2 separate regions of the Danio rerio genome follow, and region 2 is linked to region 1. Evidence: chromatin contacts called from public HiChIP or PLAC-seq data. All regions are on one chromosome and are shown on one strand. Each heading gives the region's core, a stretch centred on a gene start, on an enhancer-like site or on the middle of the called end of the contact. The rest is flanking DNA. Distances are from core to core; before and after follow the strand shown. Region 1 holds the start of pbx4 (pre-B-cell leukemia transcription factor 4). Region 2 holds the start of pet100 (PET100 cytochrome c oxidase chaperone).

Region 1 (6,724 bases), core at 2,770-5,269:
GTCTATGCTAGACTCCCTATTAGTCTACTGTTAGAGAAATAGTGCCATTCAACAGTCTTGTGAATCTATATTTACATCACAATATTAATAGCAGAAAAACAAAATATCGCGATAACAGATTTTTCCAATATTGTGCAGAATTATTATTAAGTGAACGATTTTCCCTAAAAACAAGACTTGTTAGCTTGGTATTACGAAATTAACGCTTAACTGATATTTAGAGAACACACCAAATGCATCGTTCTAAGGATGGTAAACGTACAATCATTTTACGCTACATAAAAAATTATTTTAAGGGTATAATTAACTCAATTTATAATTTTTTGTATTTAAAATTGACAGTCGGGAATGTCTTCAATTATAAAACACGCTCGACCACCTTAGATATTGGTCTTTTCCTTAAAGTTATCATACGGCTTCATAAGGCATCTGACATAAAACTTAAAAATATATAGCACCGGTCATTTTAACTACCTAGTACTTTATCATTTATGGAGCTGGATGGCACCGCCAATCGCTTTCATTACTTACACCCAGCAGCCAGGGCATTCGACGAAACAATAAAAGTATATTCATTTTTCGGTGAACAGTTCCTCATTCCTAATGACTGCTGATCTTCCACCAAATACCCATAAAACCCACTTCAACCAGACAAGCACGCTCTCGCAACATCATTCATTCATGAGTCTCTTGCACAAGCGCAGCAAAGTCACTACACGACACAATCACCCAACGCACGCACTATAGATATAAAGGCAATATCTCGGCGTTCATAAGTTGGCCGTGTTGCGACCCTCCATCTCATTAATAGAAACTCAATTTGTGGACAGCTGCACACGCGCACACATTATAGGAGAATTGATTGCGCCCAACACACAATGAAAAGGATGAACACCAGGGAGGAGGAGGAGGGTAAAAGAGAAGTGAATTAATTAAGAGAACCAGGTGGTCAAATGGCTTGGTGGAAAATCACAAGCTAATGACACATCACAGGGCATACACGCACATACGATCCCTCATTAAAAAGCAGCTTTTGTCCAGGATCCGCCACTCCACTGACCTTTCAACAGATCGCAGGTCACAGTGCGCAATCTAGCGATCCATGCCAGATCAATTTCACTGCGGTCAATATATATAAATATATAAACACACACCGGCTGTGTGTGAGGAGAATCTGCAGGAAAAGGTGGGAAAGTCGTCAAACTTGTCGGGTGTTTTCGTCTCGAGGTTAAGTCTGACACTGTTTGACGGCGATGACTTAATTAAGCGCGTGCTGATTATCTATGCTAATGACGAGGTAGCACATTAATCCAATTCATTTATCTAGTGGGGCCTCAATCTGGCAGACGCTCGCTGAAGACCAAATGGCTTCACAGAGCCCATGGGCTCCTGATAACAAACATATTGGTTGACCTCTGAAGCCTTTCTGGCCCCATTTAGCAAAGCCAAAGGAGGGAAAATACTTGTGTCTTTGGTTTATTTTTGGAGTATATTAAGGGAATTATAGGAGGGGAATTCAGGGATGTTTGTTGGCAGAAATCGTTAAAATCAAAACACACACACACAAGGCCGTAATAGTATTTTAAACAGTCCCTCCAGGACTTGGCAAAGGCATATATATAAATTTGCAACCTAAAATTACTGATTTTCTTAAAACGTGTGCTTCGATTCATGTGTTTTGCTGTGAAAACACACAATTCTTAAATGCTTTCTATTTTGATATCAAAAAACCATTGGACTCACAAAATCTGGTTAAAAAACACTCTTGAAATGTAATTGTGGGTAATCCTAGCACAAAAATGCTTCTATTCATTTAATTTAACTTAATTAACACTGGAATGGTGTGAAAGCTACAACTAAATCTGAATGACTTAAGTCTGTACTCAAAAAACATAACATTTCCAGGTCTATGCATAAATGCTGTAAATAAGTAGATAATACCTACATAAACTGAAATAAGTAACATAAAATCCTTTTAAACAAAACATTGAAGAAAACCATTGGTTAAATCTGGCATTTTTGGCTGCCACGAAAGGAGCACCTGAGCACCTTTATAAACGTATCAACCTAAAATTACTGAGTTTGATTGCTTTTCTCAAGATTTGTAGACACAAAATTCCTGTAAATGGTTTATTTATTTTTTTTAAATCAAAAACTACCGGACTCACAAAAACTGATTAAATACACTTTCTTGAAATGTAAACGTTGGCTATCCTGAAAAAATGCTTTTACTCATATTTTTAACTTAAAATTGTAATGGAAGAAAAGCTAAAACTAAATCTTACTGACTTTAGTCTGTACTCCAAAAACCTAAGTTGAAAACTACATATTCAGGTCTATGCATAAAGGCTATTAATGAGTAATAAATAGATAATAACTAAACCAATAGAAATGCATAGCATACAATGCAAAAAGAAATACTGAACAAAACAAATGGTAAAAATCGAGCATTTTTGGCGGCCACGAAAGGAGCACCTGAGGGTTAAAACATGATTGCATTATGTAATCCTCAAAAGATCATTTACCAAGTGCATTTAGATTCATTAGGCAGATGCTTTTCTTCATTAAAACCTCAAATTAATATGGTAACCTCAATCAGCTTAAGGCCAACTTTTTACAACTTAAAAAGAGGGAGCCAAAAGCACCTAAACAAACGTGGTAAATAAACAGTGTATTTTGCACTGTGCATATCTGAAGGAGTAAACGCATTACACCTTATGCTTATTTCATCACAGTGGGTTTTCACGCGGCCGCACAAACGCAGCTATTTATATATAACGCAACGAGGTGTGCAGATTGTGTCTATTTGCTGTTGCACATCAATTCCCCTCAGAGAGCTCAATGAAGTACCTCTCAATCCATCAAATAAAGAGTGCTTTTTTCCTGAGTGCGGCCACACTTCTTACCTCGCCTGGGCTTCGTCGAGGCTCTCGTCGGTGATGGCCATGATCTGCTGGAGGATATCTCCTATGTCTTGCTGCGGTTGACCGAGCGACTGCTGCTTCCGAACCGAATCGGGGTCACCCACGTCGGCTTGCGAGAGTCCGCCGAGTCCGCCCATGCTAGCCAGCATTCGGGTCTGATCATCCATAATACTTTTGAGCCGAATCTCTCCGTTTCCCCGCCGCAAACCAATGAAAGCGTGTTTCAGCGGGCTGTCTCAGTGAGCATGTACCACCGACAGCGCAGATACAAACGCGGAGCCGAACGAGCCACTAGATAAAAAAAGAAAACAAACAACGAGAGTGCGACTGAAATGTGAGGCTGAACCACATCCAAACGACGCGCGACCGATGGTGAAACACCGCGTGCGGTTCCTGCTAAAAACCAGTGTTGTCTACAGCAAAAGGCTGCACACTAGCACTCCCATAAAGCAGACTAACAAGAAAATAAGAGCGTCCCTGGAAACATGAAGTATCCCATGCGCGGCATCTCAAACTATTGCCACTCGAAACAACCAAACACGATCATTCATGTCCACATAAACTGGCTTTTCGTCAAGGGGCTGATGTCGCTGACAGCTATTACAGTAGAAATCTCAGACACTACTAACAAGCTGGACTAAACCAACCAGAGCGGCTAACAAGCTAATAGAGAGAAGAAAAAAAGTCTTAGCTGGAAATAAATCGAAATAGAAACTCGCGCGACCGCTTATTAGCGTCCTCCCGCTGGGGAAAAAGACGAAACTCAACGAGCAAAACGAATCGCGAGAGCGGCGGGTGAACGTGACCGCTTTTAAACGTATTTCCGAGATCTCCGACACAATTGACTCGCAGTGTTGGCTAGCTGCTTAGCAGCGGGGCTAACTAGCATTCGAGCGCTGCTAGCAACAGATTCACTCGGGCTCCACAAACCCCCGGGACCAACAGCAAAACTGCCCCCGGCCTTGCGCGAAATGCCCCGGCTCTAGGCGGACGGCTCGAAATGGCTCAGAATGGAAACGCTCAGCTCCATGCCAGCCGACCCGACACAGTTGGTTTGTTCCCAAGCCGCGGTGCTGTCGTAGAAAGACTTGCCCCTCTCTTGTGTTTCTGCCCTCCTCGGCGGCTCTTTCTCCCCCTCTGAGCGAGCGCACCACTGCGCGCGTTCACGCTACTACAGACGAGCCCTACGTCATCACCGCGCACAAAAGAGCCGCTGCGGTGCCGCGCGCGCACGACTCGCGCGTCTGTGCACGTTTGTAAACAACTTGCGCGTCTCTCTTCCCAAACAGATCATGTAAAGTGCTTTTGTACACTTTCCTTCTGTAACCATAGCCGAACAGAGGCATGTGTTGGTGCTTTCAACAAAAGTAAAAACAATGTATGGCGAGTGCTGTGGGTTGATCAGTGTAACTATGGTTTCTGTTACACAAGCGGTGGAATATTTAGAGACTGTAATTACAGATTCACAGTGAATGAAATAGATCCGCGTACAATGGATTAGAAAGGTGATGCCATGGTAAGTTTAGGTAGTTTAAGGAAGTATGGTGTCAAAATTCTGTTCAAAGCATGATGCAAAATATACCACCATTCTCATCAAATTAAATACGTAGAGGATGAAATACAGACTTACCTGAATGGTTGTAAAAATCAGCACTGAAGACGTTTAATAATATTGCCGTTTCCTTTTTTCTACAGCTTACATACAAATGAATTAACTTTAAAAGATTCAACACTTGAAATGGCAAATATCACTACACATTATTAATAGCAAATGACAATATGAACAGTTTTTTCCTAATTTTTTAATAGTCCAGGTCCACTCAAGGTCTCCATGACCTCTGACCTGGCTGGGTAGATCCCAAGGAAACAAATAATTTGACATACAGAAAAAGCAATGACACACATTTATTATAGGTTTTACTCTGAAGTGGGATGACATTGAGGTCATCATATGATCTAAGCTCTGAAATATTCAACTTTATTAATAATCATAAAGACATAAAATAAAATGTGTTACTCCATCCTGGAGTGGGAATCCAACAGAAAATCCATGCCATCAATATCATTGCAGAAAAGCAGTCTTAGCAAATTCATTCTTTCTCTAACTTTCCTTCGATTTATTCCCTTTTTTCATTAGGGGTCGCCACAGCGGAATGAACCTCCAACTTATCCAGCACATATTCTACACAGCAGATGCCCTTCCAGCTGCAACCGAGTTCAGGGAAAGTCTTTGTGAATTCTAAATAGTGAAGTCATATTAGCAGCCACTGACAACGAAAGTACAGCCAGATAAATAGCGCTAATGTTGTTTTGAAGTCAAAATATAAACAATATAGGGAGAATGTCAGTTTTCACTGAACAAATGTGGCAATATAAAGCCACCTTTACCTCATTTCATTATTGTAGGAGACTTTTTTTGAACATGTTTTAGCTGCAGCGTGCAGTGGTGTGAAGTAACAAATTACAAATACTTAAATTACTGTAATCAAGTAGTTTTTACCAGGGAGTGTATACTTAACTAATTAGTTTTAAAAATGTTTACTTTAACTTTCCCTTCTTTAGTGCAGGATCACTACTTTTACTCCACTTCTTTAACCTGCTAGCACTTCTTCATTATTTTTTTTCATCTTTGGTGATTGTCTAGTAAAGAAGTAGAAGTAGAGACGCTGAATAATCTGTTCTGTGATTGCCATTTAGTCAAATCGCACAAAGAAAATCACATTATACAGAACAACCTCATAACAAAATCATTACACGCAATGACTGAGACAGTTTAGACTGCATGTCACTGATGAGAAGATGGCGGATGTATGATGACTAAAATCACCAAATGACCTTAAACAATCACTAAATGCACGACAGAATGTTACGTTTTCACACACACATGCACAAATTGATGCATCAGCCTTTACAGCGCAATACTTACTACTCTTGAGTACCTTTTAAAGGTCTATACAGCCGATACTTTTACTACCATTACAGTTTTGGACAAGTAATGGTACTTGAGTATGATTTGTCCGTACTCTTTCCACCACTGTTTACCTGCAAATTTAACATTATAGCAATTTTTAATGGTTACTGACGCTGAAAGGTACTATTCATCTGAATCATAATGTGTCCTAAGTTTGTCACCTGTGTTTTTTCTATCTTACTTTTATCTTAAAAAAAAAAACATTGTGAGATTTCATGTCATGAGTTTGAAGTTTCATCTTTCCAATTTTATGAGGTGCCACGGACCATTTCGTTCTTATTTACGTCTTTATATGTGAAAAAAAAAACATGAATTTTAATAAGGTGTCCTTATTTTTCACAACCTTATATACAGTTGAAGTCAGATTTATTAGCCGCTCTTTGAATTATTTTTTATTTTTTTAAAATATTTCCCAAATAATCTTGAACAGAACAAGGAAATTTTCACAGTATGTCTGATAATATTTTTTTCTTCTGGAGAAAGTCTTATTTGTTTTATTTAGGCTAGAATAAAAGCAGTTTTTAATTTATTTAAAAACATTTTGCGGTCAATATTATTAGCCCCTTTAATCTATATATTTTTGATAATCTACAGAACAAACCATCACGATACAGTGACCTGCCTAATTATCCTAACCTGCCTAGTTTACCCAGTTAAGCCTTTAAATGTCACTTTAAGCTGTATAGAAGTGTCTTAAAATATCTAGTAAAATATTATTTACTGTCATCATTGCAAAGATAAATTCATCAGTTATTGCAAATGAGTAATTAAAACTATTATGTTTAGAAATGTGTTGAAAAAAATCTCTCTGTTGAACAGAAATTGGGGG
Region 2 (6,724 bases), core at 2,237-4,736, 230 kb before region 1:
AGGAGGCAGTGTTCAACCGTATTTCCACAACTAATAAAATGAAAAAAATGAAAATAATGGAGCATTTCAATACAAGATTTTACATTATTTTTAATAATAATTAAAAAATCAACAGCAACAGACCAATGTTTTTTTAGCCATTAAGAATGTCATGTTACACACAAATAAAGTCAAATCAAGTTCAAAGACAAGTTATATATTTACAAAAATATACACATTTCCCCACCAATTTCTGAACTTCTTATCTAACGCTTTAGGAAAGGCATTTCAAAGTTGCACATAAAGCCTTAATCCGAAAGTCAATCCTTTGTGGCGCTAAAATGAGGAAGATGTAGTTTTATTTTTATACAATTATAATAATATGTATATAAATTATTCCTCAGAGGACATGTTCATCTGTTTCAGCATCTTTTGCTCTCTGCGGATCCTCATGCGCTGCTTAAAATCCTCCAATTCTTGCCTCTGAAAAACAGCACATAGAAAACAGACTTATCATTGAAGCTCACTTCATACCGACTAAAAAAGGGTTTCAAGCATCAAGACAAATAAGTGTACAATAACAATCTTTTTAAAAAAGCATACATCACATGTGTAGCTTTGTTTTTTTTTTTTTCTTAGCAAAAATAACGCATGTTGTACATTTTTGTACTAATTTACACTAAAATGTATGGTAACACTTTATTTTGATGGTTCACTTGAGTATTAGTAGACTGTCTACTTAATATCTGTTGATACTGCTCCAAACAGACATTTAACTGATTATAAGAAACTTTGCACGTACATGTCAACTAACACTAACCCTAACCAAACAGTCTACTTATAATCTAATGAGAATTAGTTGGCATGGTGATGCAATGCAAGTTAAATTCAACAAACGGATCATCAGAATAAAGTGTGACCAAATGTAATTTAGTGTAATAACCATTTACATACCGAAAACCACAAAATCTTGTCAGGTCTTTTTTTTAAACCAGAATTATATGACAACATATGAATAAACTCCATTTAAATATCACAACATAGCTCCAAAATACTACTTAACCCAGGGGTGTCCAAAGTCAGTCCTGGAGGGCCGGTGTCCGGCTGACTTTAGCTCCAACTTGCTTCAACACACCTGCCTAAAAGTTTCTAGTATACATAGTAAGAGCTTGATTAGCTGGTTCAGGTGTGTTTAATTAGGGTTGGAGCTAAACTCTCCAGGACACATGTCCGTCCATCCATCCGTCCGTCCGTCCGTCCGTCCGTCCATCTATCTATTTATTTATCAGTCTGTCTTTCTGTCTATCAATTTATCAGTCTGTCTTTCTGTCTATCAATTTATCAGTCTGTCTTTCTGTCTATCAATTTATCAGTCTGTCTTTCTGTCTATCGATCTATCTATCTATCTATCTATCTATCTATCTGTCTATCTGTCTATCTATCTATCTGTCTATCTGTCTATCTGTCTATCTGTCTATCTGTCTATCTATCTATCTGTCTATCTGTCTATTTATCAGTCTGTCTATCTATCTATCTATCTATCTATCTCAGTCTGTCTATCTGTCTATCTATCTATCTATCTATCTATCTATCTATCTATCTATCTATCTATCTATCTATCTATCTATCTATCAGTCTGTCTATTTGTCTATCTATCTATCTATCTATCTATCTATCTATCTATCTATCTATCTATCTGTCTGTCTGTCTGTCTGTCTATCTATCTATCTGTCTGTCTGTCTGTCTGTCTGTCTGTCTGTCTGTCTGTCTATCTATCAGTCTGTCTATCTGTCTATCTATCTATTGATCAGTCTGTCTATCTGTCTCTCTATCTATCTATCTATCTATCTATCTATCTATCTATCTATCTATCTATCTATCTATCAGTCTGTCTGTCTATCTATCTACCTACCTACCTACCTACCTACCTACCTGTCAGTCAGTCAGTCAGTCAGTCTGTCTGTCTGTCTGTCTGTCTGTCTATCTATCTATCTATCTATCTATCTATCTATCAGTCTGTCTATCTGTCTATCTATCTATCTATCTATCTATCTATCTATCAGTCTGTCTATCTATCTGTCTATCTATCTACCTATCTATCTATCTATCTATCTATCTATCTATCTATCTATCTATCTATCTATCTATCTATCTATCTATCTATCTATCTATCTATCGCTAGTCAGAATATGCATTAAAAAAAAAAACATTATTTCACCCATATTTTGCTACTTTATTTTTTTCGAGCTATTTAGAACACAATGAAAGCCACTAAAATTACCTTTGGACTCATAAACAAATACAGTAGATATTAATTTTACGCAATACATTATCTACTAAATGATCTGTTTATTTACACAAACCCCCAATGTGAAAGTTTGTTTACATCTAAAAGCTTGCAAATGAAAGAGAGAATACATACCTGCAGTTTCTCATCAGGCGGGAAGATCTCCCTCTAAAAAATATGTCACATAATAATATGATCACGCAATATAAAAACAAAAATAAAACAGCTAAATAACCATATATATATGAAGTCAATAGTAAAAATCATGCATCAAACAAAAGGTATAATGTTATTATTGTATAATATATAATGTAATATTAATGTTGGGTTGGAAACAAATTAAAAGTCCTCTTCAAAGTTATTTTCAGTTCTCAGGATTTGCATTAAAAACATGCTTTGAAAAATGAACATATGAAGAGTTCAGATGCAAAAACCTCTAAATTACATCTGACATTCTCTTCTAAAATGAGCATTTTTATCAGGCTCATGTGGGTAGGTTCAGTAATGCCACTTTTACAGCAAATAATACGGTCTTTAAAGTAAAATAACACAACATAAACAAAGGAGGATGAGAAAAATCTTCAATTTCAGATGGCACTTAGAGGTTTTTGCATCTGAACTCTTCAAATATTATTTGTTTTTTACTTTATATACTAACTGCAAAATGTCATGTACGTTAAGTATTTTATCATTTAGATAACTTATTTGTGGAGAAAATAGTAAATATGAAACATTTCAAAGTTTGAAAACGTGAAACGATCATAAAACCTTGTCAAAAAATGTAAGTTATAACATCACTTCATTAACTCTGACTAATAACCAACCTTTCTCTTCACGATATATTCCTCAAAATACTCGGCTTGGTTTGAAATCCAAAACATCGCCACTGGAAACGACAAATACACCATCATCTGTGTGGGGAAAATAATAATAATTAAGAATAAATATTAATACATGAATATAGATATTCACATGAACGCGCAGTGCCCTCTGTGTTTAGCAAAGCAGGACATTTACAGCTTCAGTTCGTCGTTTATTTCCCAAAAGCTGCATTAATATAAGTTCATATAGTTTTAGAAGAACATTATCAGCCTTCAAGCATAAATAAAACGTCAAACTCACCCTAAAAATCTCAATTTTAACCCCCATGTCCTACAGCTTGACAATCACACATTCAGGCACTTCCTGTTCCAGAATATGTCAAAATAAAGGTTCGGAATACGCACGTCTATGTACGTATACAGTATATCTGAATCAGGGAAAAGTCTTGATAGGATACAGCTGCGGATACGCACATTAATGCAGCATCATTTTTCGTGACGCTATTTTACAATAATTAATAGTTTTACAGTACTGTGACGGTAGGTTAAGGGTTTTGGTGGGGATAGACGTAAAAAATACAATTTACTGCGTAGCTTAGTGAACAGCGCTCGGTGAAAATAGCAATTTTACATTACTGTGACGGTTGAGTTTAGTGTTGGGGTAGACGTTATAATAAAATACAATTAATGGGAAATTTTATAAATAATATAAATAATTCTCGCTAACTTCCGCGGCCGCAACCGTATCAAGCAATAGTCACAGCTACATTATCAGCAAATCTTTATTTTTATTATCATTAATATTTAACTTTGCTGAGGGTTGGTATTTATTAACAGATATGTCCGTTGATTTACTGTAACCGACCGTCCAAACTCGAGTTGCTTCTCCAATAGATCTTAGCGGTGACGTCATCCGGCTGCAGGCTTATGAAAGCGCGTGCAATCGCTGAGCGGACACAGGTGCACGAGCATGATGAAAACACGCTGCAACTTTGCATCACACATCCCTCATACGCACCGAGAGAGACTCTCACTTGCTATTTAATCCCGGTGAGGACTCTCATAGACGTAATGATGTTTATTTTATCCCCATACCCCTAAAGCAAACCCTCACAGGAAATCATTTGCACTTATATTATTCACTCTATTCTGTTTGGCTTGCCTGTGGGGACCTCGATTTAGGTTGGTTGTTGCTAGATGACAGATCAGATACTCATTGCGTAGTTAACGAGAATTATTTGTATTATTTATTCAATTTACCATTAATTGTATTTTATTAACGTCTACCCTAAACCCATCCATCACAGTACTGTAAAAAACTGTTATTATAAACAATATTCTTCATATAATTTATTAAATTACCCAATAAATTGTATTTTATTAACGTCTAGCTCCACCCCAACCCTAAACTCAACCATCACAGTAATGTAAAATATTAATTAGTGTTATACAGTGTCATAAAAATTATGCTGTATTGATGTGCGTATACACCGCTGTATCCTATCTAGAATTTACCATATAGGTCCTCAAGTTGACAAGTAACCATAATGTCTGTGCGCATTCGAGTCATGTTAGAATACAGCTGCAGATATGTACACCAATATAGCATCATTATTAAACACTATATAACATTAATCAATCATTTTACAGTACTGTGACAGTGGGTAGACTGATAAAATACAATTTATTGGGTAAATTATTAAATACCATAAATAACACTGTAAAGGGTTTTACATTGCTGTGATGGTTGGGGTAGACGTTAATAAAATACAATTAATGGGAGATTTAATAATTAATAAAAATAATTCTAGTTAACTTCCGGCCACAATCATATCTGATCTAGCAATAACCGGTTTTAGTCCCCCAAAAATAGATGAAAATAACTATATAGTCACACTTATTGTAAGATATTTTCTATTTGGAGGACGATTGAAGGGGATAGTTCACCTAAATAAATGAATTTTAAAAAGTAAATAAAAATATAATTCTGTCATTATTAATGTTAACAAACACTTACTTCAAAATTGCTGCTGTTTTGCGGTTGACAGATCATAGGCATTCCTATTGCAATTTTGACTTTTTTTTCCCTTCAGAACAGCAACTATTTCTCGCAATACCGACTCTAGTTGTGACTGTAGATTATGACTAAACACAGTTGTGTGTTCATACGTTTTATAATGTTAAAAGTCAATTCTGACAATTATCTAATATGAATGGCACAATAAAGCCCTAGTTTATTCTGAGATATGAACTCACAATGTTTTTATTTTATGCTAAGATGTGTCAAATAGCTGTTTTTACACATTTTCTGTAATTATTTTTAGTCTTTGTGCATTACAGGTCTTTGATCTCTTCTGGAAACTTCACATGTTGAAAATTCACTCTGCAGTTTTGTTTTTATTCTATTTTTTCAGTTTTTGTTATTTAAATAAATCTTAATGCATGCAGTAATAGGAAAACAAATACTTTAACTGGCACCATTATCAAGAGAAATTACTGATCCACCCATCTATTTATCCATCCATGTATCCATCTATCATCCATCCATCCATGTATCATCCACCGATCCATCCATCCAATCATCCGTCCATTCATGCATCAACTTAACCATCCACCCATCCAATCATCCATCCAATCATACATCTATCAATCATCCATCCACCTTTCCATCTATCGATCCATCCATGTATCATCCACCCATCCATCCATCCATCCATCCATGCATCAATTTAACCATCCACCTGTCTATTCATCAAATGATCCATCCATCCATCCATCTATCTATCTATCTATCTATCTATCTATCTATCTATCTATCTATCTATCTATCTATCTATCTATCTATCTATCTATCTATCATCCAACTATCTGTCCATCCATCCATCCATCCATCCATTTATCCATCCACCTATCCATTTATCAATCGATCCATCCAATTAATCATAAATCCACCCATCCATCTAATCATACATTTATCCATTCATCAATCCACCACCTTTCCATTTATCGATCAATCGATCCAACCAATCATACATATATCCATCCATCCATGCATTTATTCACCCATCCACCTATCCATCCATCCATGCATCCATCTATCTATCTATCTATCTATCTATCTATCTATCTATCTATCTATCTATCTATCTATCTATCTATCTATCTATCTATCTATCTATCTATCTATCTATCTATCTTCCACCTATCCACCCATCCAATCATCCATCCAATCATCCATCTGTCCATCCATCCTTCTATTTATCTATCATACCATCTAATTATCTATCAAACCACCTATCCATCCATCAATCCATCCATCCCTCCCTCTCTCTCTCTCTCTCTCTCTCTCTATCTATCTATCTATCTATCCATCTATTCATTCATCTATCTATATCCATCCATCCATCCATCTAGATTTACACTACTTGGTCAAAAAATAACTTTGATCACTTGTAATCATCTGAAGTTGGAGCAGAGCTCAAGGTCCTATAATGAAAAAAGCACACATGAACCACAGAAACTGAATTTGTCATAAAAAACCAGCTGCCTTCTCAGTGAAAAACTAAATCTTGACTTTGTGTGAAATATGATGCAACGTCCTTTGGTGGCCAATGTTCCCCCCTGAGCTTTAATAAGG

Evidence for each region. HiChIP or PLAC-seq counts read pairs in DNA pulled down with a chosen protein or histone mark.
Region 2: an H3K4me3 HiChIP or PLAC-seq map of gastrula embryo shows a contact between it and region 1, with 3 times the contacts expected there. The contact joins the promoter of pet100 here to the promoter of pbx4 in region 1. A contact is called at or near these places in 2 of 4 datasets of contacts at active chromatin or transcription factors (embryo and gastrula embryo).

The regions. Positions count from the first base shown.
Region 1 is chr3:55,533,496-55,540,219 of GRCz12tu, reverse strand. It overlaps pbx4 (pre-B-cell leukemia transcription factor 4), which reads right to left and starts at 4,019. Exons shown (of 8, transcript NM_131447.1): 1 at 2,907-4,019. The coding sequence starts at 3,091.
Region 2 is chr3:55,762,856-55,769,579 of GRCz12tu, reverse strand. It overlaps pet100 (PET100 cytochrome c oxidase chaperone), which reads right to left and starts at 3,486. Exons shown (of 4, transcript NM_001303057.1): 1 at 3,389-3,486; 2 at 3,091-3,177; 3 at 2,402-2,434; 4 at 71-462. The coding sequence starts at 3,415. The coding sequence ends at 373.